6 separate regions of the Sus scrofa genome follow, and regions 2, 3, 4, 5 and 6 are each linked to region 1. A link is a contact called in public Hi-C, HiChIP or PLAC-seq and promoter capture Hi-C data. All regions are on one chromosome and are shown on one strand. The core of a region is the stretch at or near the end of the contact, and the rest is flanking DNA. Distances in the headings are between cores, read along the strand shown.

Region 1 (4,786 bases), core at 815-3,314:
CCAGGCCATCGGAATCCTGGCTCAGTATCCAACTGGCCCTAAGACCTTGGGCAAGTCATTCTCTGTGGCTCCGTCTTCTCACCTGCAAAACGGAGATTCCAGTCCTCCCTGCCTCCTAAGGGAATGCCTCTGACGGCCAGGCTCTGCTCATGCTGAAATGCTGCTAGCCCCCACCCCACCCTGTCCCCACCTGGGTGTTGCATGCTCAGCCTTCAGGAAATCCTCCCTGACCCCTGTCACCCTGGTCCTCTGCTATCATAGCATTTATCACACCATTATGTCATGCTTCCTCCTCTGGTGTCCCAACCAGGCTGGGCTCCAGGAAGATGGGAACCGGGTCAGTTGGGTATCATTAACACCATGTGTTGCGGATGAGAGTGCAACCTGAGTTCATTAGTCTGGCTCCCTCGCTATTGGCTGTGTGACCTTAGGGAAGTAGTTTAGCCATTGTGAGGGACAGTTTTCTCATCTCCAAAAATGGAGATAGTAGCACTACAGAATAGGATTGTTGAAAAGCGTAAGGCAATTCACATACAAGTACTCGATACCAGCTGGCAAAGAGTAACCACTCAGCATGTGCTAGCTTGTAGTTAGAGGCAGTAATAGGCAACTGATAACATTCCTGTGTAATGAGTTTCTGGGAGTTCCCCAGTGGCCAGCAGTTAAGGATCAGGCATCATCACTGATCATCAGGTTTGGGTCACTGTTGTGTAGGTTCCACCCCTGGCCCAGGAACTTCCACAGGTGCAGCCAAAAAATAAAATGAGTTTCTATATCCTTAATGCCTGAGGCAGGAGGACGTTTGTTCACTCTTTAAAATTTGTCCCAAACCTGTAAGCAGTGACACGCCAGTAGTAATGAGCACACTGAGTATCCACATTTTGATTTCTAAACACCATTCTTGGATCCGGTGTTGCCGTGAGCTGTGGTGTAGGTCACAGACACGGCTCAGATCTGGCATTGCTATGGCTCTGGTGCCCTCAGCTTCAGCTCCAATTCGACCTGCAGCCCGGGAACCTCCATGTGCTGGGTGTGCAGCCCTAACAAGACAAAAAATAAACACCATTCTCCAGGAAAAGCAACGAGGGGGTCCTTGGAGCAATAGCTGGAGCAAATAGAAGGGGAACCTGCACAGTCTTACTGTGTTGGAAAGAACAAGCACAAAGATGTTGGATTAGTGTCCGTAACACAGGACCTGGCTTGACTAGGCTTCACGGGCTAAACTGACGGAGGGGAGTAAGAAATTGACCAGAGAGAATAATGTATTAAATATAGAATATTTTAAAGGTCCGTGAGTCTCAAAAAGGGCGGGGAGGAATCTCTTATTTACTGAGGAATGGCAGTTAATTAACTCAGATAATAGATAATGACAGAACTGAGAAAAAGCACAATTTTGCAAACACCTATGTAACCCATCCAGGTAAGAATGATGCTAAAACCATTGAGTGAAAGGTTGATTGAGAACAGGATATTCACATGATCTTAATGGATCACCCCCAGAGAGTCTCTATTAATTACAAATGGAAAACGGTACCATTCCCTGGAGAAAGAGGACACACACCATCTTGATCAAGTGATCAAGCCCTCACATCACCAATAACGACGTCCACTGATTGGCATTATGTGCTTCTGCTGTGATACAAAGGTAAGAACATTCTGCTAAAAACTTTAACCTGAATCTAACGGGGGAGTGGGAGTGGGAGGAGGCGGAGGCGGCGGGCTCTTCAAAAGAAATTGGAGCGAACAAAAGATAAAGTGCGACTTGGGGGTGGAGCCCTATTTGGAACAGCCGAGTAAATGAATAGTGTGCCAACAATTTTGCAGCAATGTCAAATCTCTCGGGTATGAAAATGGCACCGATGTCATGTAGGATAACGCCTTTGTTCCTAGGAGATACCTACTAAAGTGCTTGGGATAGATCTCTGCAGCTCAATTTTAAAAGGAACAGAAACGCCTCAAGCTCCCGACCACAGGATTTGCGGTACACACGCCCTCTCGCTGAGATTTATTTCGCGCAGCTGGAGGATCAGATTGGGCGCCTCGAGGCGGAAATACGCAACGGCAGTTTCCGGTGACCGCAGAGGCGTCCAAAGCAGCAGAATGGAGGAGGTACCGCACGGTGAGCGCGCGGAAGCGGGGGTTGGGGGAGTGGCGGGACTGACAAGACAGGAGCCACTTGAATGGTGATCTTTTCTCCGTGCAGACTGTCCCGGGACCGGCAGTGCCCAGGCGGGTCGAGGGGCTTCATGTCAGGGGTGTCCGAACCAGCGGCTATGCGCTTCTGGAGCTGGTGCCGCGCCGGACCCGGGTAAGCAAGGGCGCGACTTGAACAGGAAGGGGACATCGCTGTCCCGGAAGAGGCGGGGCGTGTGGGTGGGGGTGGTTATGGGTTGGGGACCTGAAGGTTGAGTGACAGGGGCAGGGCCCAGGGAGGCGAAACGAGGAAGCGTCTTCAGAGTAAGGGGCGGGGCTTTAGGAATGAGTGACAGGAGCGAGACCCAGAGGGGCGGGGCACTTTAAAGGCGGGGAACATTGGGCGGATGGCTTCTGATACCTTGTCTGGGTGGAATCCAGAGGGGTTTTAGCAGGGCTGCCGGTGAGGGGTGGGTGGGGCCAGAGGTTTGAGTGACAGTAACTAGAAGTGGTCGGGAGGAGGCGGTCACCCCAAGGAACCGGGAGTGATTGAAGTTGGGTAGTTAGGGCTTAAATCTTAGCTTCACCAGCTGCTCTCTTTGGACAAACTTTTCCTTCTTTTGAGGAGCGATTCTTCCATTAATTCAACAAAAGTACGTGTCAATCACTTGAAGGCGCGGTGCTCCATGCTGGGGAATCAGTTGTGAAAGAGGTAGATGAGATCACTAGGGAAAGTGTGTTTAATAGGGGAGACCCACAGTAACCACATCAGCACAGTAGTAAATACTGCGAAAGAGAAACTGAAGAGTGAGAGCCTACTGAGATCTTAAAAAGCAGGCTAGGGGAAGAATTTTGAAGGAATTCAAAGAGAGACGCGGGTTTGATTCTTGGGACCACTGCACATAGTGTGACTGTGCAACAGTCTTAACCTTTTTGAGCCTCCATTCCCTCATCAAAAATGGAGAAAAAAATAGGAGTTTCTGTCATGGCTCATCGGAAACAAATCCGACTAGTATCCATGAGGACGCTGGTTTGTTCCCTGACCTTGCTCAGTTGGTTGCGGACCTGGCGTTGCCATGAGCTGAGGTGTCTGTCGCAGACATGGCTTGGATCCCGAGTTGATGTGGCTGTGGTGCAGGCTGGCAGCTGCATCTCCAATTCGACCCCTAGCCTGGGAACTTGCATATGTCACGGGTGGGGCCCTAAAAAGGACAAAAAAAAAAAAAGAAAGAAAAAATCAAGCATTGTGTTTAGGATTTGAAATGGGATGAGATAATGAAAGCATAGTAAATGATAGTCATCTGTGACAGGTACTGATTAAGTGCCTGCAATTTGTCAATTTCTCAGTCTTGGCACTACTGGCGTTCAGGGCTGGGTAAATCTTTGCTATGGGGCATCTGCCCTGAACACCGCAGGACACTGAGCAGCATCCGTGGCCTCTAGTCACTACACGCCAGCAGCACATCCTTTCTGTGACAACGAAGAGACGTACCCTGGTGGGGTCTGCCCCAGGTTGGGAATCACTGCTGTATCTATAGCTCTGCCTTGGAGCAATAAGTAAGGAAATATGAGAGGGGCCAGTAGCATTTTTTTGGTAGCACTGTTACTGCCATTGGAGAGGTGCTGTTTCACGCCCAATCCCTTGAAATAGCCCGAGAACTTAGCTCCTTCCAGCCCATTGGAAGAGTGGAGACTGAGTGGGGGGGCTTGGCCCTCTGAATTGCTTTCTTTGCAGCCATAGAGGAAATCAAAGAGAAAATGAAGACCGTGAAACACAAGATCTTGGTGCTGTCTGGGAAAGGCGGCGTGGGGAAAAGCACCTTCAGCGCCCACCTGGCCCACGGCCTAGCGGAGGATGAGAACACGCAGGTAGGCCCCTCCGGGAAGGCTGGGAGCAGCTCCTGTCTGAGGGCTCAGCATGGCTCGCAGGGAGTGAGAGTCCGTTGAAGAGACCTCTGGGGAGAGAAGGAGGAAGTGTAGCAGTCAAGCAGCAGAATGAAGGATTTCATCAAGGTCTGCAGCCATGGTCGTGGGTGGCAAGTGTCCGTTTCTCTTGGCCTGCAGACGATTTAAGTTCAGACCTTTTTCTATTAACCCCCGTCGGTCTTTTTTTAGGCCAAGGGTCTGCAAACTATAGCTCGTGGCCAAATCCAGCCCATTTCCTGTCTTTTTATGGTCTGTGAGCTGTGAACGGTTGTTTCATTTATAAATGGTTGGTTTTATAGTGTTATGTTAACACCTATGTGTTATCCTCGATTTTGCCCACAAAGCCTAAACTACCTTGCACTTGACCCTTGAAGGGAACACTTGCTGACCCCTGAACTAGGCCATTCACGCACACCACGTACACAGAGGAGCAAGATAACACATTTGCCAAGGCTGCCTTCGGGATTGCAGCCTTAGTAAAGAGTGTGGTGGGAGAGGAAGAAAAAGGTACCAACCTGTTTTTAAATGCAGGTGAGCCATTGGGACTTAAGACGGTTTTGCACAGATCTTAAAACCTGATCCGAAGATTCACTTTGATGACCATTTGAAACCTAATAAAACCGTGAATACTGCAGTTTTTTATTTTTCTTTTTAAAACACATTCCACCTTTTTGATTTTTGCCAAAATGAAGTTTTGCTCACAGTTCAGTTAAAATACCACATACCA
Region 2 (4,786 bases), core at 1,115-3,614, 1.6 Mb before region 1:
TCCCAGTCCCTTCGGATCTGGGGCCACCAGGGGGCGCAGCACAGGCATAGAAGCCTTTTGCAGCACTAGCAACTCTGCACTAAGTGATATCGTTTATTTTCACACCCATCCCAGGAGACAGGATTTTTCCACTTTACAAAATGTGAGAACAATCTGAGAGACTTGATAACCCGCCTCAGGACAGGGATTTGAGAATGGAGGGACCCAGGTCTTCTGACACACCCCCACCTCTCTGTCTTTGATTTCCCAGCAGTGCACTGTTGGAACGAGCCTGGCATAGCTTCCTCCAAGATCTGGCTCTTAACAGAAACTTCTGGCCGTTGTCAATGTCATACATAAGTGCAGTTAAGAATTTGCACTCAGGGCCTCTTTCCTAAACCTGGTTGCTAGCTTCTACCTTGTGAATTTCTCAATTCCAGAAGACAAGTCCCTGGGGTCCTGACAGTTTCCAGCTGCCTGACTTCCCCACTTCAGCCTCACCCTTCCCTGAGCCTTCCTACGGGAGACCCAGGCGGCCTGGCTCCCAGTCCTTCACTTGAGTGAGTCCAGCGCCCCAAACACCTGCATGAAACGCTCCCGGTCCAGGATGCGTCCGTAGCGTAGGGTGAGATAGAAGGTCTGTTTCCCACTGTACTGCCGGATCCGCACAAACAGCTCCTGAGGCCGATCGTGGCTTTCTGTCATGGGGACCACGTCGGCCACGGGGCAGTACGTGTCCTGTCGCCGGCCCCAGAAGGTCAGGTGGGCCACCCGCAGCACCGTGCCTGATTCATTCACATAGAGGATGCCCACCAGCCTCCGGAAGAAATGGCTCATCCAGCACAACATGGCCAGCGCGAAGCTGGCAACTGCGCCTGCCAGGCACAGGGAGTTGAAGGTCATGAGGCCCTGGGAGTACCAGTAGATGCCAGGCGGCAGGGCCACCACTGTCAACGCTGTCTGTGCCACCTTCAGCTGAGAGAGGTACCCGAAGACCCTGATGGCATCAAACCGGTACACCATCTGAAATTTCTCAGTCTCTGTGCCCAGCGGGTTCTTCTTGGATGGCAGAGGCCTGCTCCCCGCCCACCTCCTAGGATCCTGCCCACTGCAGCGCCACAGCCTGTGGAAAGGCCTTCCCCATGCAGCCTGCCTTGGTGACCACAGCACAGCTCGGAGCAGGGCAGCCTGGAAAGGAGACAGGGAGACCATTTCTCTCTGGAACTCAGCCAAGCTAATCACACAAGGACCACATGCAAAACATCTGCTACAGAGGATCCTGCCAGCCTGGTGAGGTCAGCATGATTGCCAGAGATGGAAAGAAAGCTGAAATCAGAGGCTTTACCTCTACCTCACGTGATAGTCAGGGAAGCTGTGTGCTAAAGGAACCACTGCTTCTACTTTACCACTGAGGAAACTAAGCCCAGAGAAGGTGAGAAATTTACCCAAAGACACACAGTCAGGGAGTAGGGCAGTCTAACTTTCAAACCCAACCTCTTTCCTCCAGGCAGCTCAAGTAGGCGCAGGCTTCATTCATTCAGCACATACCCAAGGAGGGCCGGTTCTGGCTGGATACCGGATCCACGGCCTGTGTGAACACTTCCTCAAGCAGGAAACTAAATCAGTGTCCCAGTGGGGAACAAATCCGCTAGCTAATCATCATAATAACTGTAGAATTCTCGGTTAGGTTAAAAGCGTCATCTTGGGGGCAGAACGTAAACGCTGTTTTCTTGGCCTGGATTGAGGGAAGGGATAGAATGGAGGAGGAAGGGATGGAGGCGTCAACTCATAGCACAAGGGTTTTATTAGATGCACAGTTCTACACCTTGAATATTGCACCGAAAGGTGCTTTGAGCTTTGAAGCCAGTTTTGGGTTCCAACCCTGGCTCCTACAGTCACCGGCTGTGGATCGTTGGGCAAATTACTCCACCTCTCTGGGCCCTGGTTTCTCTATCAAAGTGGGTATCCGTAACATACTGAAGAAGGTAACAGTTTTAAAGCCTTTAAATGCAGTAATGCACGGTGAATGCTAAATTTTAGTTGGCCCACGTGACCTAGGGGGCATAGGACGGCGGGGAACCCACGTCGGAGGTCCCTCCTCCGGATTCTCCGAATCAGAACCTAAGGCGTCCGCAGGCCTGCCCGGGGCCTGACTCCGACCCCCAAAGCACGACCCCTCCCTTTCTTGCCACCAATTGCCTTCTTACCATGGCCCCGCAGCCTGCAGCTGGAAGCGAGTCCCTCGCGTTCCGGGAATCTCCGAGAACGTGTCCTCCGCCCTAATGGGACAGCGTGGGGGCGCGCTGCATTCTGGGATCTGTAGTCCAGCCAGCAAAGCCGACGCTAGTCTCGGGCACTGCGGGAGGGGAATTCTCTTCCCGGCGTGCCCTGCGGCACGGGGGCCGGACCCGGAAGTTCCGGGCCGGGTGCCAGGTGCCAGTAAGTCGTGTAAGGTTTACGTGGAAACTGGGGTCATGGCTGCTCCCGGCCCAGCGCTCTGCCTCTTCGACGTGGACGGGACTCTGACCGCTCCCAGGCAGGTAAGCGGTGCAAAACTCCCTACGGCTCCCCGGTGGGTGTAATGACCGTCCAGGTAGGCGACCTGGGGCGGCTAAGGACCGCCTACCTCCCACGGAGGGGCTGAACTTTACTCTGGGTTCCTTGGAGTCATGAGACGAAAGCTCTCACCAGCTTTTCGAGACTTCAGGGTCCTCGGAGAGAAGGGACAGGCTAGGAACTCTTGAGAGCAAGGAACTTTGATTGGAAAACGCAGTTCTGGACTCTCATCAGCACCCCTGGGTTTGAATCCCGGATCAGCCGGGTTTACCAGCTTGTGTGCCCTCTTCAGACCTATCACCTGTGGTCTGCGCCTGTAGCCTGACATGAAAGACATAGGTTTCCAGGCCAAACAGACCTAGCAGAGTCTCTGCTTGACAGCTGTGTGACTTGAGCAAGTTAGTTAACCTCAGAGCCTCAGCATCTGTGGCTTTAAATGGGGCGTCTACCTGTTCCATGTGATGTTTGAATGAATGGATGAAATCATTTAAGTTCTTGAAAGTTATCTTACATACGGTAGACTGTGCTCAATAATACTCAGTAAGTATTCGCTGCCACCGCCACTCCCTGCTCTAGCCTTGCAGTGGAAGGGGGTGATAGAGGAAACCTAGATTGCCACAGGCTGCCTGCCGAGAACCTTCTTGGACTCCTGGAAACTTGCTTTCCATTTCCAGATTTTGCTGCCACGAGCACGGATAGGTCTCAAGATGAACCGTTGTGATGAAGCTTACCCTGACCTACCCTTTGCACACATTAGAAGAGCAGCCATTTGAACTTGAGACTGGCGCTAAATGGCCTCAGTCTCTCTCTACCCTGCTGCGTTTGGGTCGGGTGGTAGCACTGGTGTGCTCCAGAATTCCTCACTGAATGCGTGTGGCCTTAGATGTATCATTTTACTTTTCTGAGCCACAGGTGCTCTGTATGTACTGATGATGCACAGTTGTAAGTTCTCCACAGGCCCTTTTTGACTCCGTAATCAGTGCACACTTGCAAGTTGTTAAACACTCAGAGTGGCCTGGAGCCGAAGTCAGCAGTTCATTGTTTGCAAAGGGCCAGATAGCAAATACTTCCGTGTTTGCTGACCATATGGTCTGTAGTAACTATTCAACCTAAATCCAAAAGCAGCCATAGACCAGATGTGGACCTAGCACAGCTGTGTTCCAGTAAAACTTTATTACGGACACAAACTGCTGCTCTAATTGGCCCATTGGCCGGAGTGCTCTCTTAGGTTTACTTCCAAGCCTTTTGACATATCATTGGACCCTGTCGACCTTTCTCCCTCTTTGATCCCAGGTAGGATAGTTGTTATTTCATTTTAAATAAAGAAACTGAGACTCTGTGAAACGTGATCTGGATTTCCCACAGCAGATCTGGTGCAAGTCTCTGGGCCTCAGGGCGTTGTTGTTTGCTAAGATGGCCATTTTCTTCCACCGCCCAAAAGGTTGGAGGCTGTTCTGGTTATTACGCATGTGGTTCAGGACAGTAAAGAAGCATAAGGCATGGAATAACAACACCAAGCAACCTGCAATGTAGTCCCTTAAAGCATTTGAAACATGACATTCTTTGACATTCTTCTGTGAACATAAGTAATTTTTACGCTCAAAAAAAAGGTCTAATTTAGGAGTTTCCATTGTGGCTCAGTGGGTTAAGAACCTAGCTAGTATCCATGAGGTTGTGGGTGCGATCCCTGGCCTTGCTCAGTGGGTTAAGGATTTGGCATTGCCAAAAGCTGTGGTGTAGGTTGCAGATGCAGCTCAGATCCAGTGTTGCTATGGTTGTGGCACAGGCCGGCAGCTGCAGCTCTGAGTCACCCCCTTGCTCAGGCAGATGTGGCCATAAAAAGAAAAAAGGGAAAAAAAGTCTAATTTAAAAGAGAATTGTTTCTGGAGTTCCCGTGGCTCAATGGTTAACGAACCCCACTAGCATCCATGAGGACTCGGGTTCGATCCCTGGCTTCACTCAGTGGGTTAAGGATCTGGTGTCGCCATGAGCTGTGGTGGAGGTCGAAGAAACAGTTTGGATCCTGCATTGCTATGGCTGTGGCGTAGGCCAGCAGCTACAGCTCAGATTCGACCCCTAGCCTAGGAAGCTCCATATGCCACAGGTACGGCCCAAAAAAGACAAAAAGAGAGGGAATTGTTTTTGTGTGTGCCGAGTGCTCTAGGTAAAAAATGTTTTAGCAACAGTCCAGTAGACAGCCTTTCCCTTCCTGAATATACTCATTCTCAAACATTGAGAAGCACAAGGACAG
Region 3 (4,786 bases), core at 1,143-3,642, 1.4 Mb before region 1:
TGAGTGGGGAGGATTCAGGGCGAACAGCAAACAGGTGCGAGTCACTCGCAGCGCCGGGCACGCAGGCCAACCAGAGCCGCCGGTCCCCAAAATCCCACCCTTCCTGCTCCGTAATAGGAAGGAGTCTTTCACTCTTTCTCATCTAAAATACAATATATGTCAACCTAGCAGCACATGCGAGGAGAGGGAAGGCTAGGAAAGGCTGAAAAGCTTGTAGACCGCCTAAGACTCGGGCAGCTTTTTAAACGGCACACCTGTGGGGGCTCGACTACAAGCCCTTCAAAGACATGGTAGCTTCTAGTTAAGGCCCATCCAAAAGAAACAAGACTTCAGTTTAAGGAATCATTAGTAATAAGCTACAATCTTTGCAATCCAGTTTGAGATGGCAGTAAATTTGCAGACTCATGACTTTATGGGTGACTTTCCAATGCCATTTTTGATATGAAAATAAAAAACTCCATGAGAAAAGAAACCAGTTGTGAACACATGCCCGGACTGAAAATTCTTCCCCCATTCAATCCTCTCTAGTCTTAAAAAAGTCCTTGAAACTTGTGGCCATGATTATTTCCCAAAGACCCAGTTCGGTGCCAGAAATGCACTCTGCGGAGAGGCCCGTGCTTATACTATCACTAGTGTTCAAAACCAGTGGCAGGACGACTTACATGGGACATGGCGTAGGCCAGCCTAGCGCTACTGGATTTTTGTCTTGATGAGTGGTATTTGAAAAGGAAACTGAAAAGCAGCCCTCTTTTGGCCTAAAGGAATATACAGAATACTCTCAGCACGTACTCCTTCAGCTAGTTGGTTTAATGGCATATGACAAAAGCTCCACCAAGTTACTGCCTCGCTGGGGCCAAGAGAAATAGACAGCCAGTTCTTGGCGTGAGCTTGGCTCTCCTGCCCCCCATTCCTCACCACTGTAAGGACAAGTGGGAAGTGCCTTCTGCAGGCACCTCCACTTTACCTCCTGCAATCGGGCAGGGCATCCCCCGCCCCCCCATTTTCATACTCATGGGAACACCAGTCAAAGTGTTCTTGCCAACCAGGGTGCAGCGCCCCGCACGTGTAGCCACCCCAAAGGACAAATGCTGCTTTACCTGAGCTTCCTTAGCGCCCCACACACTTACGCAACCCAAGATCTCTTGCTCAAAGCAGAACAGGAACATTCAACGCCCCATTCACCCAGGTGCCCCCTTTTAACTCCTGCCTGTCGGCCCTCCTAGAAATGGGTAAAAATTCTCTTTTAAGGCTCCCTAGACTTTGCCCTTTGAAATACGTGGGGCCATGACAAACAGATGCCTTCCAGTGACCACCTCTGCTTGAGCCTGTAAGCCCAAGACCCTTTCCTATCCAGGGCCTCTACATCAAACCTTCATTACCAAGACCTAGTATCTCAAAAGTGCGGTACCCTGGAAAGCTGCTGGCACAGGGGCAGAAAATTAAAAGTTACCTTCGGAGTCGAGCTGAATTCGGATATAGGTAGTTGGGGGGAGGGGAGCTTTCACGTAGTTTCAAACCCACACCTGGCCCGAGGCTGACTGCACCAACAGCCAGGTACCAAACTCCCTGAAAAACAGGTAACTCTGAAACGAAGAGCGCCTGGCTCAGAACTCTGGGCCCGTCGGGAGGCTGACAACATCCGCGTCCCTTGCAGGTGTTTCAAAATGAAGCCCAACGCTAGCAAGTGCTGTTACAGAGCGATCGACCCGGGAACCGCTTCGAAGCCCCGGGGGGCTCTCCGGGGGAGCGCACGGGAGCAGGTGGGGGCGAGGCCCGAGCCCAGGGAGGTTTCCAGGGCCCCGACCCTCCCGGCCAGAGCCAGGCCCCCGCGACGTCCCGTCAGTGGCACGGTCCCCGGAACCCGGTTCCCGACCCCGGCGCGCGGCGGCCGCCAGCAGCCCCCAAAGCCCTGCGTCCCTCCGCGGCCGGAGCGCCCTCATTTACAACTCTGGGCTCTGGGCGCTTTGTGCCGGCGAGGCCGCCCGGGTCCCGCGGGCCGGACAATGCGCCAGGCGGGGGGCCGGCGGCCGCCCCCCGCCCGCGGGCCCGGCATGACGGTGCAGCCTCGCCCCGGCCGGGCCGACCGGGTCGGGACGGCCAGGCCGAGGCCCGCGGCCGCCCGGGGCCTGGTTAAAGATGGCGAGCCCCTCGCGTGGCTCCTGCGGCTCCCCCCGGCTACAATGGAAGGCGCTCCCGGCCCCGCCGCGGCCAGCCCGCGGGGCTCACCTTCCATCTCCATGTCCTCGGGCTCGCTGAGCTGCTGCTCGCCCGCTTTCTGCTGCTGCTGCTGCTGTTGCTGGTGGTTCATGTCGGCCGCGGCCTGGGCCTCGCCTGCGGCCGGGAGCCCGGGCTGCGGGCCCGGCGGGCGGGCGGCGGCGGCGAGCCGGGGCGGCGGCGGCGGCGGCGGCGGCGGGGCGGCCTCCTCCTCCTCCTCCCGCGCGTCGTCGGCAGCGGCGGCCCCGGGGCGGCCCGCGGCGGGCGGCGGCGGCAGGGAGACGCGCACGTACTTGCTCGCGATTCGCCCAATCTCGGCGCCGAGGCGGGCGGGCGGCCGGCGGGCCTGGCCGGGCGGCCTCCTCGCTCGCTGCGGCCGCCGCCGCCGCCGCCGCCGCCGCGGGGCCCGCCTCCCGCCGCCGGGGCCGGGGCTGCGGGGCCGCGGGCCGGCCGGGGGCGGAGGGCGGCCGGGCGGGGGCCGCGGAGTCAGCCCCGCCTCGGGCCGGGCGCGGCGGGCGAGAGGCCTGGCCGGCCGCGGCGGGCCTGCGGGGCCTGGGGCTGGCGGGAGCGGCGGCGGCGCGGGCGGGCGACGGACCAGCCGCGCTCGGGGCTCTGCGGCCTCCGCCTCCTCGGCGTCGTCGTCGGGACTCCGGCAGCGGACGCGGCGCCCGGCGGCTCGACTCGGCTCGCTCTCAAAATGGCGGCGGCGTGAAATGTCACATCCGCATGGGGGGCCCGAGAGCGAGCGAGCGAGCGAGCGAGGAGAGCGGGCGGGCGGCGCAGGGAGCGGGCGGGCGAGCTCCGAGCTGGAGGGCGGAGCGGGAGCGGGAGGGCGGAGCGGGGAGGCGGTGCAGGGAGCGGCCCGCCCGCCGCCGCCGCCTGGGCCCGCCCGCCCGCCGGCCCGCCTGCCCCGGCCCGCAGCGCCGCGCCCCCCGCGCCCCGCGCCGCCCGGCCCGTCTCGGCCTCTCGCCGGGCGCCCGCCCTCGGTGCCCGCCCGAGCCTCGCGGCGCGGCCGGGCCCGGTGCGCTCCGATGTGGGCGACGGGTCCCCCAGCCCTCGGGGGGCGAGTGGCCCAGCATCTGCCCCGCCCGGGCATCTGGTCACCCGGAAAGCCCGCGCGAGTGGCCGTCGGGGCAGGGCCCGAAACCCTGCCCCGCAGCCGTGTGACCCAGGGCAGGTAGCTGATACCGCCCGGCGCCTCTTTAGAAGAGGGCCCGGGTAGGAGCGAGCGGTCAGCACCGATCAGCACTCGCTGGCACTCCTACCATTTACCCCCGTTAACCGGCCTGCAACTTACTCACCCTGCACCTCTCGTGGGAGCACTTTTCTCACTATTGCCCAAACCAGAAACCAGATTGGTTTTAGTCCCTCAAAACCAAACTAAAAAGTTCTTCATGTGGCATTCATTGATTCCCTTTCTATCAGCCCGTCCTGGCTAAGACCGTTCACCCAGGGCCTCCTTCATTCTGTCCTGTCTCTTGTGATCCTTGAGACACTGGTGACTAGGGTCTCAACATTCTGAGGATAACCAAGGAAGTGTGGATGGAGAAGAGAATAGAGGAAAAGCACATGCACCTACATATCGGTACCTCTGAGTGACCTTAACTGACCAGGAAATCGTGATTCCTGTCCCACTTTCCATCTCCCGTCTCTCATCCTTGAATCTTTCTCCAGTTTATGCACTGCCCATCTCCCTAGCCACGAAAGAATGTTTTGTTCACTGTGGTATCCCAAATGCCTGGTGCATAGCAAGTACTCAATACATATTTGTGGAAGGAACACAGGATTCAAATGTGGCTAGAGTAGAACCCCACCCCCACCCCCCAAGCATTTCATAGACTTGAACTGGTTTCCCACCAGTGCATTTCTTCCTAGACCAAAGCAGTGGGCAAACTGAGAGAGAAGGAGTTTTTTCCCCAGGAACCAGTCAATCCCAGCCCCTGGGTCACCCCCAGATTCTGAAGAGGCGTTGTTATTCACCCAGATTCTCACAAATGCTAATGAACAGTTCTCAGATGCAAAGGAATCCTTCTCTCCACCTCTAGAGACTTGGGGGAGGGCAAGGACTGCTCTGGCAGAGGAAAGGGTGGCAGGCAGTGATAAACGTGCCTATCACGTTCCACACTGGCCAACCTTATCTTGCTGGGTTCAAAACCAACCCAGGGATTAGTAAAAAGAACACCTTGCATGATGGATACATTAAATGTGGTATCCCCATCCAAGAAGATACTGTTTGGCAATAAAGAAGAATGGATGGGAGTTCCCATCATGGCGCAGTGGAAATAAATCCTACTAGGAACCATGAGGTTTCGGGTTCCATCCTGGTCACAGACCAGGCTCAGATCTGATGTGGCTGTGGCGTAGTGGGCCGGCAGCTGTAGCTCTGATTAGATCCCTAGCCTGTGAACCTTCATATGCCTTGGGTGTGGCCTGAAAAAGCAAAAAAAAAAAAAAAAAGACTGGATGAAGCCTGAAAACAGGCCAGCTGGGTGAAAGAAGCCAGACAGAAAAGACCTTCTACATGATTCCAATTACATGAAATGTACAGAGCAGAAAAATCAATCTATAGAGA
Region 4 (4,786 bases), core at 939-3,438, 1.3 Mb before region 1:
ATTATAGTTGATTTACAATGCTAATATCTGCTCTACAGTAAAGTGATTGTTATATATATTTTTAGTATTCCATTCCATTATGGTTTATTATAAAAACACTGCTGATATATATATATATATATATATATATATTTTTTTTTTTTTTTTTTTTTTTTGGTTGTGCCCAGGGCAAATGTAAGTTCCCTGGTCAGGGTTGGAACCCATACCACAGCAGTGACAACAGCGGGTCCTTAATCCAATAGGACAGCAGGTAATTCTCCTAGTAATTTTTTTTTTCTTTTCAGGGCTGCACCAGGGGCAAATGGAAGTTCCAACAGCTAGGGGTCCAACTGGAGCTGCAGCGGCTGGTCTGCAGAAACACTGGATCCCAGCTGCATCTACAACCTATGCAGCAGCTTGCTGCTACGTTGCATCCTTAACCTAGTGGCGGAGGACAGGGAAAGAAGCCGAATCCTTAGGGACACTAAGTTGGGTTCTTTTTTTTTTTTTTTTTTTAAGTTGGGTTCTTGACCTGCTGAGCCACAAAGGGAACTCCTCCTCTGCTAATCTCTTAAGATTCAACAGAGAACAAGACTGCCAAGATCCTTGCCTTGTAAGAACTTACTTTGTGGTGAGAGGAGGCACACAAGTAAATCATTTCAGAGAGCAATGCGGGCTATGAAAAACTAAAACCAGGCCACAGGAGAGTGTAGAGGGAGGTACTTTAACGCAGCTGGTCTGACAAGCGTTCTCTGCTTCCAGGCCATTTGAGCCAAACCTTGAGGAATGACGACGAGGCAGGAGAGAGGAAACTGCGAGGGCAAAGGCCTTGAAGCAGAGAAGAGCTTGGAGGTCTGACGAAGCAGAAAGAAGGGCAGTGTGGCTGGGCAGCCCTAGCCAAGCAGAGAGTGGAGTTCAGATGAACGCAGAGGAGGCGGCGGGGCCAGATCCTGCCGGGACTTGTAGCCCACAGTGAGGTCAGATTTTCTTCCAAAAGTGATGGCTTTACAGCCAAACCGCTTTGTAGAAGGGCGCTTTCGCAGCCCCTGGGACTTATCCAAGCCCCCGTGGCTCGTACCCCCGCCGTCAGCGTATGAGTCTAAGGGCCAGTTTTGCATCTGTGCGGTCATCGCCCCTTTACGTGGCTTCTTCCTCTCCAGACCTTGAGCCCCTGGGACGTCCCCAGCCTGGTGACCACAGCGCGCAGCTCGGCGCCTGGTCCACAGGAGGCGCGCAGCCCGGGTGATGCGGAGATCGCACACGGCAGGTGATTGAGAAATCGGCGCAGAACTAACCCCCTGGAAACCCGGCCTCCCACTTGGCGCGGCCACGAGGATTCCCGGCCGGAGGAGGCGGGGGCTGGCGCGTGACGCAGGCTGCAGCACATGGCCCAGGAGTGTGCTTTTTGGGACAGGTGCGGGGGCCGCCAACTTCACGAAGGCACAGACGCAGCCTGGCCGAGGCACAGCTCTCCTGCCGAGGTTTATTTTCGGCTTTGTGAGTCGGCTGCGCGGCCGCAGAGGTCTAGTCAAGGGACGGGTCAGGGTGGGGGGCGGGCGCAAGAGCCCCCTGGACGCAACGAGAAGCGAGCCGCGTGAGTGGTGGCGGCCCGCCGGCCTAGCCACTTAGAAGTTTTTTTGTGGACTCCAAGGCTCAACTTGCTAATCTAGGAAATTGGTCTCTGAAATAAACGAAGACTCGCTTCGCAAGTTCATTCACCTTCTTCACTTCCCTCTTCTCTTTGGAAGCCCAAGAGTCTGGCGTAGGAGGCTGTCACCCACTACATCCCTCAGTCCCAGGGGCCCAGTAGCTGGACTAGACTTTGCGTCCCCCGGGGCCTCGGAAGCGCCGGAAAAGCCCCCTCGGGGTGCGGCCGCGGGGCCAGGTCACGTGACCCCCGCACGCCGCCTGGCAGCTGCGGCTGCAACTAGCGCGCATGCGCATTTCTCTATCCTCCCCACCTCGGTTGGCTCCGACGCAACCACTGTCAGCTCCTCCCCTCTGTCCCAGTCTTCATCCTTCCTGACTTTCACTCCCTTTCCCCCGCCCACTGGTTACGTCAGGCGGACAGGCCTACGAGCCAATCACGGCTCTATATTCAGGGGACGGCACGCGGAACCGGTCGGATCGGACCAATGGGGGCTCTCGGAGTGGGCGCGCCCCAACTGGGCAGGGGAGCCGGGGCCGAGTGGGCGGTGCTTCCCCAGTCAGCATGTGGGCGGGGGAGGGCGGTGACCAGCAGCCGCAGAGGCGTCGACGGCGGCGGCGACGACGAAGACGTTCCTCAGTCTTCGGGGTGGGCTCGGTGGCGCAGGCCGGGCTTCGCGGAGGTCTCGGTGGTCTGCGGCGGCGGCCCTAGAGAGGCCGCGGCGCTATGGCGTGGTGGTAGACCGGCTCAGGCCGGCGAGGCGAGGGGCGGCGGCGATCATCCGGTCCGCGGCGACCTTCGGCGGGGCCCGGGGGTAGGGAGACTCGGGGCGGGGGTCGTCCCGGACAGCGCGGGGCCGCGGGGCGGGGCTCGCAGGCCGTCGGGGTGCAGGAGGTCTGGGTCGCCGCGAGGAGCCGCCGCCGGCCGCTGGGCCCCGCCACCGGGCCGCTCGACGACGACGCTCCCGCGGGAGCCCCGCCTGAGGAGGACGCGGCGGCGGCGGCGAGGCCGCGGGAGGCCGCGGAGGATGGAGGAGCGGAAAGAGGAGGGCGAGGCCGAGATCCAGGAGCACGGGCCCGAGCACTGGTTTTCCAAGTGGGAGCGGCAGTGCCTGGCCGAGGCGGAGCAGGACGAGCAGCTGCCCCCCGAGCTGCAGGAGGAGGCGGCGGCCGCCGCGCAGCCCGAGCACAAGCAGCAGAAACTGTGGCACCTCTTCCAGAACTCGGCCACCGCCGTGGCCCAGCTCTACAAAGGTGAGGGCTGCTGCCGCCATCTTGCGCCGTCGCCCCCGTCGCCGCCGCCTAGGGCCCGGCTGTCGGGCGGTCGGCGGAGAGTCCGGGGTTGGCGGTGGGGTTGGGCGGTCTCCGAGGCTCCGGCCGTCGCGTCGCGGCCCTGCCGCCCCCTCCCCGCAAGATGGCGTCGCGGGAGGCGGGCCGTCGGGAGGCGCCCGGGGGGTGGCCCGGGGCGGGCGCTGGGGGCTCCTGCGTTGGGGGCCGCCCGGGGGGCCCCTCGCTTCTGGGGCCGGGCCGCCGGGCGCCCGGGGCCTGTGAGGGGAGGGGAGGGGCCCCCGGTCACAAAATGGCGAAGGGAGGCTCCGGGGCGGCCTATTGTGCCGGAGCCGGTCTCGGGGCGGGGACTTTGAGGGGGCGCCTCCCACCGCCGCGCCTGGGCCCCGGCTGCGCCCCGCGTCCCGCGTCCCCCCCTGGCCGCCCGCCGCGACCCCCTTCCTGCCGGCCCCCGACCCAGTGCGGGATCCCGAAAACCTTGAACAAAATGGCGAAACCTAATATGGCCGTTCCGGAGTGATTGACGCCCAAATAACATTGCTTTCTCTCTCTCTCCCCCCTCCCCCCTCGCCCCGTCTTTGTGCATTTCTTTCTTTCTTTTTTTTTTTTTTTTTCTCTTTTTGTCGTCTTTCAGACCGAGTGTGTCAGCAGCCAGGACTTTCTCTCTGGGTCCCCTTCCAAAACGCAGCCACCGCTGTCACCAACCTCTACAAAGGTAACGCTAACCTTGCTGCATTGCCGACTAAGGGGAAGGGCAGCCTGAGTCAGGGGATAAGTACGGCGTTCCGAGGGCATTGGCCACCTTGACCTGGCCCCGGGTCGAGGAGTGTTTTCTGCTCCTGAATCCAGCCATTAATAGCTTGCAACTAGAGAATACCGGTGGTGGTATATACCTAGATAGCCGATTCTCAGCTAGGGGGCATTTGTCCCCCCTCGGCGACATTTGGCAATGTCTGGGGGCATTTGTGGGTGTCATCATTTAGAGGAGGCTGCTGAATATCCTGTGGTGCTGAAACAGCCTCCCCACTCCCACGTCGGCCCTGGCAGTAGTGTCGAGGTTGAAAAGCTCAAAGCTGGAGACCCTGGGAAGAATTTATGTCTCACAGAGAGGTGGAAGGCACACTGGTGGAAAAGCATCTCTTGGAAAAGGTTTTGAGTTTAGGCAATTCCCAGAATAGTGGTGGCATAGCATTTAAGTGCGTCGAAAAGTAGCTAATTGGAATAATATGTGCGCATATTAGCACCCTGCTTTTTCCTAGCAAGTCATGGATGTTTGCCTTCAAAACCAATTGTACTTCGTTGGCAGGAGATCTGTGATCGGAGTTTGAGTTGATTTGTGTTTCATGGTAGTGCTTTTCTGCAGTTAATCCCCTCCCCGCCCCCATGTGAAGGTATGTGGGTAAATGTTCTTGCCCATCATGCTTCCTTAGTAACAATGGGTTTAGATTTTGTGCATTACTCTCATTTCGAAGATTTGGAAATTTGGGTTTGATTTTTGGCAAGGTTTCTCTGGAAAAAGGATTTGAATTTGAATGCTAGTGTTAGTAATCGTGTAATTAAATCCTTTTAAACTTTTAGAAAGTGCTGATAAATGCTGTAAAGCTTTGTGCATTTCAAAATTATCGAACTTTGTTTCAACTATTGAAGCACAGGCTGTGGATCGACTTGATTCTCAGATTCCTTTTCTTGCATAAGAATGAGCAAATTAAGGTAGCATTTTATGGAAGAAATATCCTTTATTTTGGATTACCTGGGTAGAACTTGCAGGTTTTGGGAATCGTAATTTGAGAACGTAAACAGAATTGAATGGAAAGTTAGGGAATGAGGAACTGATAGGCTAGGCTTAATGAGAAAAGGGAAACAGTATTAAAGG
Region 5 (4,786 bases), core at 1,554-4,053, 1.3 Mb before region 1:
TACAGGTTCCTGGAGTTCTCGATGTGGCTCAGTGGTTAGTGAATCCGACTAGGCACCATAAGGTTGAAGGTTCAATTCTTGGCCTTGCTTAGTGGGTTAAGGATCCGGTGTTGCCATGAGCTGTGGTGTGGGGTCGCAGACACAGCTCGGATCCCGAGTTGCTGTGGCTGTGGTGTAGGCCAGCAGCTACAGCTCTGAGTGGACCCCTAGCCTGGGAACCTCCATATGCCGCGGGAAGCAGCCCTAGAAAAGACACACACACACACACACACACACCGCACACACATACACACACACATTCATCCTGAGTTCGCTCAGTGGGTTAAGGATCCCACAGTGCCGTGAGCTGTGGTGTGGTCGCTGTGGCTGTGGCGAAGGATCGCAGCTATTGCTCTGATTCAACCTCTAGCCTGGGAACTTCCACAAGCCTCGGGTGCACCCTAGAAAAAACAAACCAAAAATCAAAACAGGTTCCTGAACGACCCACCTCCACACTGAATCCAAAGGTCTCGGGTGGGGATTCTGTTTCTCTTTGTAAAGAAGGTAAATTAAAGGATAAAGTAAAAGTGGATCCTAAGTGCTACTACCTGGTTAGCTCTGTTTAGTTTGTTTTTGTTTTTGGCCACACTGGCATGTGGAAGTTCCCTGGGCCAGGGTTGAACCTGCACTGCAGCAGTGATAATGCTGGGTCCTTAACCTGCTAGACCACGAGAGAACTCCACCTCAGTGTACATTGTACATCCATAATACGTGCACTTAGAAAAATAGTACGAAAAAGTTCAAGGTGAAATGTCTCCTGGATGTCATCCTGTGTGTAGTTGAGCCTGGAGTTGTGTGGCCTGCGACCATGAGGGAAGCAGGGCCAAGGCTGATGAAAACAGCAGAAAACAAAGGACTCTGGTCCCCGAGCAATGCCAGCCATTGCATTAACTCAGTTTGGAAGAGCATTCCAGAAAATGAGGGTGGAGTGCACCTCCTCCCATCCCTGCAGACCCTAAGCCTCCCTACCTCATCCAGAGTGACTGGGTGCACATGAAAAAGAATTGCTACGCATGTACTTGAATATATGTGTTCTCGAGAAACTATATAAAAGGTCACAAGCGCTTTCAACTGCATTTTTGTTTTCAGTTAAAATAGGTTAGAGCTCTTCCCTCACCCGCCCCTACAGATGTGGACCTTGTGTTAGTCATGAATATTGCAACGAAAAGCTCCTCGTAGGCAGGTCCGCCAGCTGCACTTTCCGGATGAGGAAGAGTGAGACTTGGGTGGCCGCTGCCCGGCGCGTGTGCGGGGCGCCTGGAACCTCGTGGCCAGTCACCCACTCACCCACCCAGGCCTCGGTTTCCCGCTGGTGAGGGGCTTGTTGGTGAGGGCGGGATGAGGCGGTGCCGCACGGGAAGGGGCCCTGGCTTCCAGTGAGCACCAAGCGCCTCATCCCGGCTGCTGCGAGGCCGCAGGGCCGCCGAGGCCCCCAGGCCAGAGGGGGCGCTCTGGGGAGGAGGGGTCGGCGAGGGACCACCACGGAGGGAAGGGGTGGGCTGTGCCCAGCGGCGCCGCCTGGGACCCGACGTGCGGGAGACGGAGCTGCGCAGTGAACCCCGCTTTAAACCCGCTCGCTAGGCCCCGCGCAGCGGGCGCGCCTCCAGCTCAGGAAGCCCGAGCGCCGACAGGGTAGGCGGCCAGCGCGTCCCCGCTGGGGCTTGTTTCCTCCTCACAGGGGCTTACGCCGCCGGGGGTGGGGGCCTCAAGGCTCAGGGGGGTCGTTTCCAGGCTCTGGGCCGCGAGCCGGCTCTGTCCCAGGCTAGGGAGGACCAGGGCCCGAGGCCGCAGTGCTGTCACCCGCGCTGGCGTTCTCCGAAGGTGGCGGCCTGGGCGTCCCCTTCCTGGGCATGACCTAGCAGGTCGTACCGGGCGGGGTGTGGGGGTGGTCACCGCACTGGACCCTTCCCCAGAGGCCCATCCTTATGAGCTTTTGCTCCAGGTCTTAGGGGTGCTGGATTTTGATTTCCTCCCTTTGACCCATTGGTGGCGAAGGCCGCCCCTTTATTCTTCCTGGTTTGTGTTCACTCAGCTCAGCGGCCCTTCCCCACCATCCTCTCAAGCCCTTGTTCTCATCCGGTGGTCATTTCATTTACTGGTTTACTTTTGAGCTGCGTCTGCCTTTCCTGGACTGTGTCGTGGGCCCTTTACCTGTCACTGTGCCTGCCACCGAGCAGACATCCGGGAGGAAATACTTGTTGATAGGATGAGGGGATCCCCATTTGACAGATAAGACAGAGGCACCAGAAGCTTCAGGTGGTGCCTCAGCCAGGATCTGAACCCACATCTGTCTGCTTCCGCCCTGTGTAGAAGGCGCCTGAGCATTCCACGTCCAGGTGGATCAAATTCACTAGGATTGGGACCATGGGCAGATTACCTTAACTGGAGCCTCAGTGTCCTCTTGCAGAGTGGGGATGGCCTGGGTTAACTACCGCCCAGGAATATGAGCGTGTAGATTACCTGACGCTTTCATTTTGGGGGCCTGGATGGGGACTGAAAGATCCCTGTGTGATCTGGTCAACTTGGATGAACTTGGATTGAGTTTGAGAACGTCTCTCAGTTGCATACTATTAGTGACGCAAGCAGATACTGGTGTTCCTTCACCCAAGAGCCATGCACCTGGCAAAGGCCTGACCCTCCCAAAGGCCTGACCCCTGTAGGGACCCAGCATTGGCCTTGAGCCTGTCCCTTAGGCTGGGAGTCCCACATTCTCCGGTGGCGACTCACTTCCTGTTTCGGCCTGGAATTTGGATGACAGAGAAACAGCACTGTGTCAGCTCCATGGAAAAGGCTGGGTCTGCCCACCAGAGCCTTAAAGGGACAGCCCTTCTAGGGCAGGGCTTGTCCTGGGGATTCCTGGTGGTGAGTGGGGTGCTGATGCATGGGGCCAGAGATCGGGAGTCAGGATTTGAGAGCCCGGGGGCGGTGGGGGGGGGGTGTCTGCTGCCAGATCCCATGGGCCTCTTTTCCTCTAAAGACTCTCTTCCACCCTCTTCCACCTCCCAGTGCCCAATCCAGTTGTTGGGCCATTGTGGAAGGACCTGCTCTGCCAGGACTTCACTCCTTAATCCTGTTGAGCTCGGTGCTTGGTCTGGGCCTCTGCTATTAAACTGGGTAACGGTACCCTACGCTGACTGTGAAAATTCCATGAAGTCCTGTTCGTCCAAGGTGGTACACTCAGATGCTGATGGGGTCAGATCCATGAGTGAAGCTGTCATGCCTGTGACGAAGGTGAATTGCAGGGTGCACAGCTGCTTAAGGAAGCTTTAGTTCAACACATGCTGGTGGCCCAATTAAGCACCTTCTGTAGGTCAGGGCTCCTGGGACGATGGGTGGATGCCTTTCCAAGCTCCTTTAAGAACGGCTATTCAGCTTTCTGGGGCTCATCTTGCCCACCTTTAAAATGGGTCCTCAGTTCCCGTCATGGCTCAGTGGAAACAAATCTGACCGGCATCACAAGGACGAAGGTTCGATCCCTTGCCTCGCTCAGTGGGTCATGGATCCGGCATTGCCATGAGCTGTGGTGCAGGTGGCAGACGCGGCTCAGATCTGATGTTGCTGTGGCTGTGGTGTAGACCAGCAGCTACAGCTCCGATTTAACACCCTAGCCTGGGCACCTCCATATGCCGTGGGTGCGGCCCTAAAAAGCAATAAATAAATAAGTAAATAAAATGGGCCCTCTCACCAGTCCTGGATTTGGGGTCTGGCTTGAGACACTCGGGACTCTGTGACCTGTGATGTGCAGTTACTTATTCTCAGGGTTTGGCTCCTGCTCTCTGACCCCCCAACTCCCTCCCATTCCCAGACTGTACCACCCCGGTTCTGGTGGTGCCTTAGGGCTGCCCTCCAGGGCTTTGTCTCAGAAGCCCTTCCTAGGCCCCAGCTATGGCTGTCATCCTTCTGTTAGCTTTCGGCAGGAGACATGGCTGTGGGCAGAGCAGGCTTGGGCTTCTCTGAGTGCAGCAGGGTGGGCCAAAACAAACAGGAAGTCCACCAGTCCTGCAGGAATTTGTGTTATGGCCACAGGGAGATGAAGGGCTAGTCATACTGATAACCCCATTTCTCTTGGGTGTTTTACATGCATATCCCATGGCAAGGTTGCTGCAACCCCTAAGGCATGTGTCTGTGTCTGTGTTGCCATGGGAGAAGCTGCTGCTCAGAAAGGTTGAGTGACTTGTCTGAGGATACCCAGCTGGGACTCAAATTTGGAATTTTCTCTCTCTCAAGTCTAGACTCTCTCCTCCTGTGTTACTTTCTTTACCTGGTCAAGATACAATCCATGTTTTCATGGAGTTTGTAGGGAGTTCCCGATGTGGCTTAGAGGGTTTAGAACCCGACATGGTGTTGATGAGGATGATGTGGGTTCGATCCCTGGCCTCTCTGAAATGTGGCTCCAGTTCTGGTGTTGCTGTGGCTGTGGTGTAGACCAGCAGCTGCAGCTCTGATTCACCCTTAGCCCAGGGACTTCCGTATGCCACAGGTGTGGCCATAAAAAGAAAAACAAAAATCATGAGTTCCCGTCGTGGCTCAGTGGTTAACAAATCCGACTAGGAACCATGAGGTTGCGGGTTCGATCCCTGGCCTTGCTCAGTGGGTTAAGGATCTGGTGTTGCTGTGAGCTGTGGTGTAGGTCGCAGACGCGGCACCAATCCCACGTGTTGCTGTGTCTCTGGCGTAGGCTGGTGGCTACAGCACCCATACTTAGCTATGCCATGGGTGTGGCCCTAAAAGGACAAAAAAAGACAAA
Region 6 (4,786 bases), core at 670-3,169, 1.1 Mb after region 1:
ATACATACTTCCCAAAAGCATTTCCCCAAACTCTCTTTTTGCCTCTAGAGAGAAAACTGTAGCCAAAGTTTCTGAAAAAACAAAACTCCTAGAGCACTTTTAAGATGTCTTACTTGTGTAAGAAATATTACAATATAGGACTTTAAAGAGAAATAAAATTCACTCAATTGACATTCCTACAAAATCCCTGCTTGAAAGCATGCTACCACTTAAGCAGCGCCTAAATACAGGAAGATTTTTGAAGACTGAACTGGAAACCACAGAAAGTCTACTAGCTATGGTCAAAACGGCACGCGACAGCTATGAAGTTCTAGCAAATGCTCAGGTGTCTGAATAGACTAATTCCTGACACATGAACACGGAGAGCGAGTTATATATACCAAGTAACCTGAATAAGGTAAAAGATTTTAACGCAGTAAAAATGCTAAACCTATCACCAACTAAGGAGAAAAGTCAGTCCCACGTGAGAAAAAGGGCACATGATCAACGTACACACTTTAATGTTAAGTGAGAAACGAACTCTGTGACATCTGTGAACTCCACAAGCTTACAAAATGCTAAGAGTGAAAAAAGATCTATTGATAGCCAACTGTTTCTGCCGGATCGCAAGACTGCAATGCATCCTGGGATTCCTTCAGGATGGTTCCGTGCCATAGATATTTAAAACGTAATTACAGTTTCAATAACAGAAATCGCGGCGAGACGCTCTCTCGTCTAGACCGAGGTGAAGGGAAAACTCCAGCATTCGTCCTCCCCAAGCCCTCAGCGCTCTCGACAACCACCCGACCGACCCTAGGCTCCATCTGTCCTCATTTCTAGGCCTCGTGGCACTGTCCAGCGGCGGTCCCCCTCCGTCCCATACGGTCCCCACTTCCAGCGGGGAAGTGGGGCCCCACGGAAAAAGAGGCCGGCCGCGGGTCTCGGGCCTTCGGCCCCAGTGGTGTGCCCCGCACGCTGCTCCCACCCCGCCCGGCCCTCCACCGCCGCCACCCTGCGCAGGCCGCCACCCTGGCCCCGGGGCGCCCCACCCAGGACAGCCGGCGCCGCTGTCAGCTCCCCACGTGCCGCCTGGCCCCACGACCACGCGCCTCTGGCCTGGCGCGCTCCCGACCCCACTCCGATCCCCATCCCAGGTGGGCTCAGGCTCCCAGGCCGGCTGCTCCTGTCCTCCCCGCCCGGCTTCCTCCCGCAACCCAGGAAAGAGCGGCGTCCCGGCCTTTTACCCGAAGGGCCTCCCGCGCCGCTGCCGGCTCCGTGGTTGTTGGCGGCGGCGCCAGCTGGGGGTGCTGACGGCTGGGCCGGGCCCCGCAGGAAGGACGGCACGAACTCCGCGGCGTGGACGTTGGGCACGAAGGGCTTGGCGTTGACGTTGAGTTGCCGGCTGAAGGCCGCGCTGAGGTGCTCACGCTGGGCCTCGGCCGCCGCCGCTGCCAAAGGGCCGCCGGCGCCGCCGCACGGTCCCGGTCCGGGGGCTTCCATGTCCGCCTGGTCCCAGCAATCCGGTGCCGAGTCGCTGCTGCTGCTGCCGCTGCTGCTCCCACCTCCTCCGCCACCGCCGCCGCCACCACTGCCCGGATCCATGATCGGGGGGGCCGTGTGTGTGGTGAAGAGAGGGCGGGAAATGGAGGCGGGGGCGATGGGCCGGGGTGGAGCAGGCCGCGCTGAGCCCGGGAAGCTGCGAGGCAGAGAGGCTGGGAGAGCTAACTACACAATCTCCGGCGTCGTCGCGGCAGCACCTTTAATCCCGGCTTCGCACTCGCAACGACGACCGCGGCGGCAGCAACGGCTCAACCCTCCTCGTGTGTGCTAGCAGATCTCCTCCCACCCAACCCCAACCACCTCCAACCACCTCCGACCGCCTCAGCGCCAACCCCACGCCTGGTGCGAATTGACCCCTCGCCGCCACCCGTACCTTCGCCTCGGTAGTTTTCGGCTCCGGCCGGCCCCGTTTCCGGCTACGAGTCGCGGCGAAGGCGGAACTACGAGTTCCGGCAGCACCCGCGCGACCCCGCTGCGGTTTTCCCGGGGGCCGACGGGAGTCGGAGTTCGGGGCCGGGAGCAACCGGAAGCGGCGCCGTCTCCCGGCAGGCAGCGCGAGAAGGCGGAGGTTTGGTCACCTCTCAGCGGCCCCACCTGTCACCGGGTGGGGGCCGGGGTAGGAGCGAGCCCTGGCGCGACTTCTCGCGGGGCCGCGGACTGCAGGTCTCTCAGCCCACGGGGGTGTCCGCTCTGTCCTTCCGCACTGGACGCGGGAAAACGGACAGCAGATCTAAGGTGGAAAGAAAAGCTTTCAACTCCTGAAAATTCCTTCTCTTTTCACCAGCCCTCTGTGTTCCCTGCCTCACAGCCTCCCTACCTTGTTCTCTTTCTTTCCACCTTCCTCCTCCCCGCCCCCAGCCAGAATTTGCCCCACATTTCAAAGACGACGCGGGGTGTCTTTCATTTTTTGTATTCACTTGGTGGACGAGACCATAAAACCGTGAGACATGACAACTTGAACTGTAGAGTGGCTTGTAAAGCGCTCGGGCCCAGGCTCTGCCTCGGCAGAGGGGATTATTAACTGGAAACTTACAATGACTCACTGCCTGTATGACTAGTCATAAAGCCTTCACCCAAACTTTTCCATCCCTTCCTCCTCCCTGCCAAGGGCTTTGCAAACCAAACAGAGGATTGCCGTATTCCATGATGTAGCCAACTAACAGGGTTATTTTTGTGCGTCCAACTTCGTTTGCACCCTTAGGTGAAGTGGTTTTCTTTTGAAGGGTAGGATTTGCTCAGGTTTTGCCTTAGTACTTTATTGACTGCGTCTCATGCGGCCAGGTCGCGGTTCGGTAAACCCAGGAAAAGAGAAAAAGTGAAAGATAAAAACCTAGACCCAACTGCTTGAAGTGGGAAAATAGCCTTGTTCTTAATACCTGTTAAGTTCTCCTGTAATTCACCGTTACGGAGCCCAAAACAGAGAAAAACATATTGTTGATATTTTCCTGCTAGAAGTCTAGACAGAGGGCCAGTCTAGCAGAGTGTCATTTATCTGCTAGAAATTACAGAGTACAGTCTGTACAGAGAACACACAAAGATATTTCTTAAAAACCTTATGTTAAGCTCCAAAACCTAAATCTAGGTATTAATTTTAAACATCTATTTTAAAGATAAAAGAACTCAGCCTAATGAGACAAATCACAACAGAGCTGTCTGTTACCTTTGAAAACATAATCATATTCTAAAGTGGTTTGAAATTGGGTTTAATATTAAATTAATATTAAACCGGAGACATCCATTATAACAAGGCTGACTTTAAGTTTCTAGATGGGTCTGTGGTTCATTGCTCTGGAAATATTCTGGACATTGATTCCACCCCCCCACACACACAAAAGATGTATAACTCTCATTAATACAAAGTTCTGGTTACAGCCAATTATTAGGGTTCTCTAAAGACCTCGCTGCATCTTTAAGAATGTCCCACTTTAAAGTTGATATTGGAGTTTCCAAGGTTGCTCAGTGGTTAATGAATCCGAGTAGGAACCATGAGGTTGTGGGTTCTATCCCTGGCCCCGCTCAGTGGGTTTTGTGGTGTAGGTCACAGATGCAGGTTGCAGACGCTGCTTGGATCCCGAGTTGCTGTGGCTCTGGCATGGACCAGCAGCTACAGCTCCGATTAGACCTCTAGCCTGGGAACCTCCATATGCTGTGGGTGTGGCCCTAAAAAAGACCAAAAAATAAATAAAAATAAGGAAAAAAAAATAATGTTGATATTAAATGATTGTCCTCAAATTGAGAGAGAATATCCCAATGATTGATATAAAAATCAGACTTTTTTTCCTATACAGGAGACCTGCATCGCTATTGAATGAGCTTCACAAGAAGAAAACACATGTCTGAAAGTGCTTCAACTGCCTTCTCGCTCAAGATTTGCTCTCCCCAATCTGCTCCCAAGAAAGTGCCAAGGCGAGCCGCTGACTCAAATAGCGAACCTTGCCGCCCTTTGTCATTGGATCCCCAACTTCAAGACTTTTTGCCTGGATGGAGGGCAGTGGGTGATCACCCCGATAGGTTAGTTCTTCACATCTAATTAAATTAGTCGAGTTTCTTTGTGCCTGGTGCTTCTAGGGACAAAGAAACTGCTAAAACTGCAGCTTAGAAAAGTTGATGTCGTTAACTTCCCTGTCCCTGAATAGGATGGTTATGGATGTTCAGGAAAGCATCCACTCTATTGGTTTTTGAAAGCCTTGACCTGCCAGGGTTGAGAAACAGCTGCAAGCAGGAAATAAGCTCTTCTTGTTAATTACTGTTGTGCTAAGTTTGAGCACTTGAGGTCAGAATCTTTTATTCATCTTTATATCCCCATTGCCTGGTATAATGCCTGGCAGAGAAACCATGCTTAATAAATTGTGAATGGGAATTCCCATCGTGTCTCAGTGGTTGACGAATCCAACTAGGAATCAGGAGGTTGCGGGTTTGATCCCTGGCCTTGCGCAGTGGGTTAAGGATCTGGTGTTGCCCTGAGCTGTGGTGTAGGTCACTGACGCAGCTCGGATCTGGCATGGCTGTGGCTCTGGCATAGGCCGGCAGCTACAGCTCTGATTCGACCCCTAGCCTGGGAACCTCCATATGCCATGGGTGTGGCCCTAGAAAAAACAAAAACAAAAACAAACACAAACTCTTGAATGAATAAATGAGTGAATCAGTAGGGAGTTTGGGACGATACTGCCCTTTTATACTCATTTGGGGTGGTTTAGATGCAGGACTATCAACGTTAAGAAATAGTTTTCCAAGGACATCGTGCTGT

What was found. Promoter capture Hi-C pulls out the DNA fragments that hold promoters and counts their contacts. A called contact is a pair of places that touch in the nucleus more often than the background predicts. HiChIP or PLAC-seq counts read pairs in DNA pulled down with a chosen protein or histone mark.
Region 2: a contact with region 1 is called in an H3K27ac HiChIP or PLAC-seq map of skeletal muscle, with 17 times the contacts expected there. The contact joins the promoter of PMM2 here to the promoter of NUBP1 in region 1. A contact is called at or near these places in 2 of 5 promoter capture datasets (fetal skeletal muscle and liver), 6 of 47 Hi-C or Micro-C datasets (embryonic fibroblasts, heart right ventricle, liver and 3 more) and 2 of 2 datasets of contacts at active chromatin or transcription factors (alveolar macrophages and skeletal muscle).
Region 3: a contact with region 1 is called in a Hi-C map of embryonic fibroblasts, with 2.1 times the contacts expected there. The contact joins the promoter of USP7 here to the promoter of NUBP1 in region 1. A contact is called at or near these places in 1 of 5 promoter capture datasets (liver) and 1 of 47 Hi-C or Micro-C datasets (embryonic fibroblasts).
Region 4: a promoter capture Hi-C map of liver shows a contact between it and region 1, with 18 times the contacts expected there. The contact joins the promoter of C3H16orf72 here to the promoter of NUBP1 in region 1. A contact is called at or near these places in 2 of 5 promoter capture datasets (fetal skeletal muscle and liver), 2 of 47 Hi-C or Micro-C datasets (heart right ventricle and liver) and 2 of 2 datasets of contacts at active chromatin or transcription factors (alveolar macrophages and skeletal muscle).
Region 5: a contact with region 1 is called in a Hi-C map of embryonic fibroblasts, with 6 times the contacts expected there. The contact joins the enhancer-like site here to the promoter of NUBP1 in region 1. A contact is called at or near these places in 2 of 5 promoter capture datasets (both in liver), 20 of 47 Hi-C or Micro-C datasets (alveolar macrophages, blood, embryonic fibroblasts and 12 more) and 2 of 2 datasets of contacts at active chromatin or transcription factors (alveolar macrophages and skeletal muscle).
Region 6: a contact with region 1 is called in a promoter capture Hi-C map of liver, with 10 times the contacts expected there. The contact joins the promoter of GSPT1 here to the promoter of NUBP1 in region 1. A contact is called at or near these places in 1 of 5 promoter capture datasets (liver) and 1 of 2 datasets of contacts at active chromatin or transcription factors (alveolar macrophages).

The regions. Positions count from the first base shown.
Region 1 is chr3:32,329,080-32,333,865 of Sscrofa11.1, reverse strand. It overlaps NUBP1 (nucleotide binding protein 1), which reads left to right and starts at 2,064. Exons shown (of 11, transcript NM_001243382.1): 1 at 2,064-2,119; 2 at 2,204-2,308; 3 at 3,869-4,002. The coding sequence starts at 2,101.
Region 2 is chr3:33,890,050-33,894,835 of Sscrofa11.1, reverse strand. It overlaps PMM2 (phosphomannomutase 2), which reads left to right and starts at 2,364. Exons shown (of 8, transcript XM_021086654.1): 1 at 2,364-2,519. The coding sequence starts at 2,454. It overlaps TMEM186 (transmembrane protein 186), which reads right to left and starts at 2,321. Exons shown (of 2, transcript XM_003124605.4): 1 at 2,187-2,321; 2 at 1-1,167. The coding sequence starts at 2,189. The coding sequence ends at 532.
Region 3 is chr3:33,751,963-33,756,748 of Sscrofa11.1, reverse strand. It overlaps USP7 (ubiquitin specific peptidase 7), which reads right to left and starts at 2,392. Exons shown (of 31, transcript NM_001135680.1): 1 at 2,227-2,392. The coding sequence starts at 2,308.
Region 4 is chr3:33,652,740-33,657,525 of Sscrofa11.1, reverse strand. It overlaps C3H16orf72 (UPF0472 protein C16orf72 homolog), which reads left to right and starts at 2,188. Exons shown (of 4, transcript XM_003354616.4): 1 at 2,188-2,880; 2 at 3,548-3,628. The coding sequence starts at 2,655.
Region 5 is chr3:33,618,063-33,622,848 of Sscrofa11.1, reverse strand. No RefSeq gene overlaps it. Among named protein-coding and RNA genes, the nearest start is that of C3H16orf72, 35 kb to the left of the region's middle. Within about 2 kb of position 2,803, at least 21 of the 83 cell types and tissues checked have an H3K27ac peak or open chromatin away from gene starts, as enhancers often do. A contact at or near this core is called in alveolar macrophages, embryonic fibroblasts, omental adipose tissue and 3 more, where this site is marked.
Region 6 is chr3:31,234,288-31,239,073 of Sscrofa11.1, reverse strand. It overlaps GSPT1 (eukaryotic peptide chain release factor GTP-binding subunit ERF3A), which reads right to left and starts at 1,919. Exons shown (of 15, transcript XM_021086589.1): 1 at 1,224-1,919. The coding sequence starts at 1,581. LOC102166437 (a long non-coding RNA gene) reads left to right here and starts at 1,708. Exons shown (of 2, transcript XR_002342422.1): 1 at 1,708-2,274; 2 at 3,828-4,405.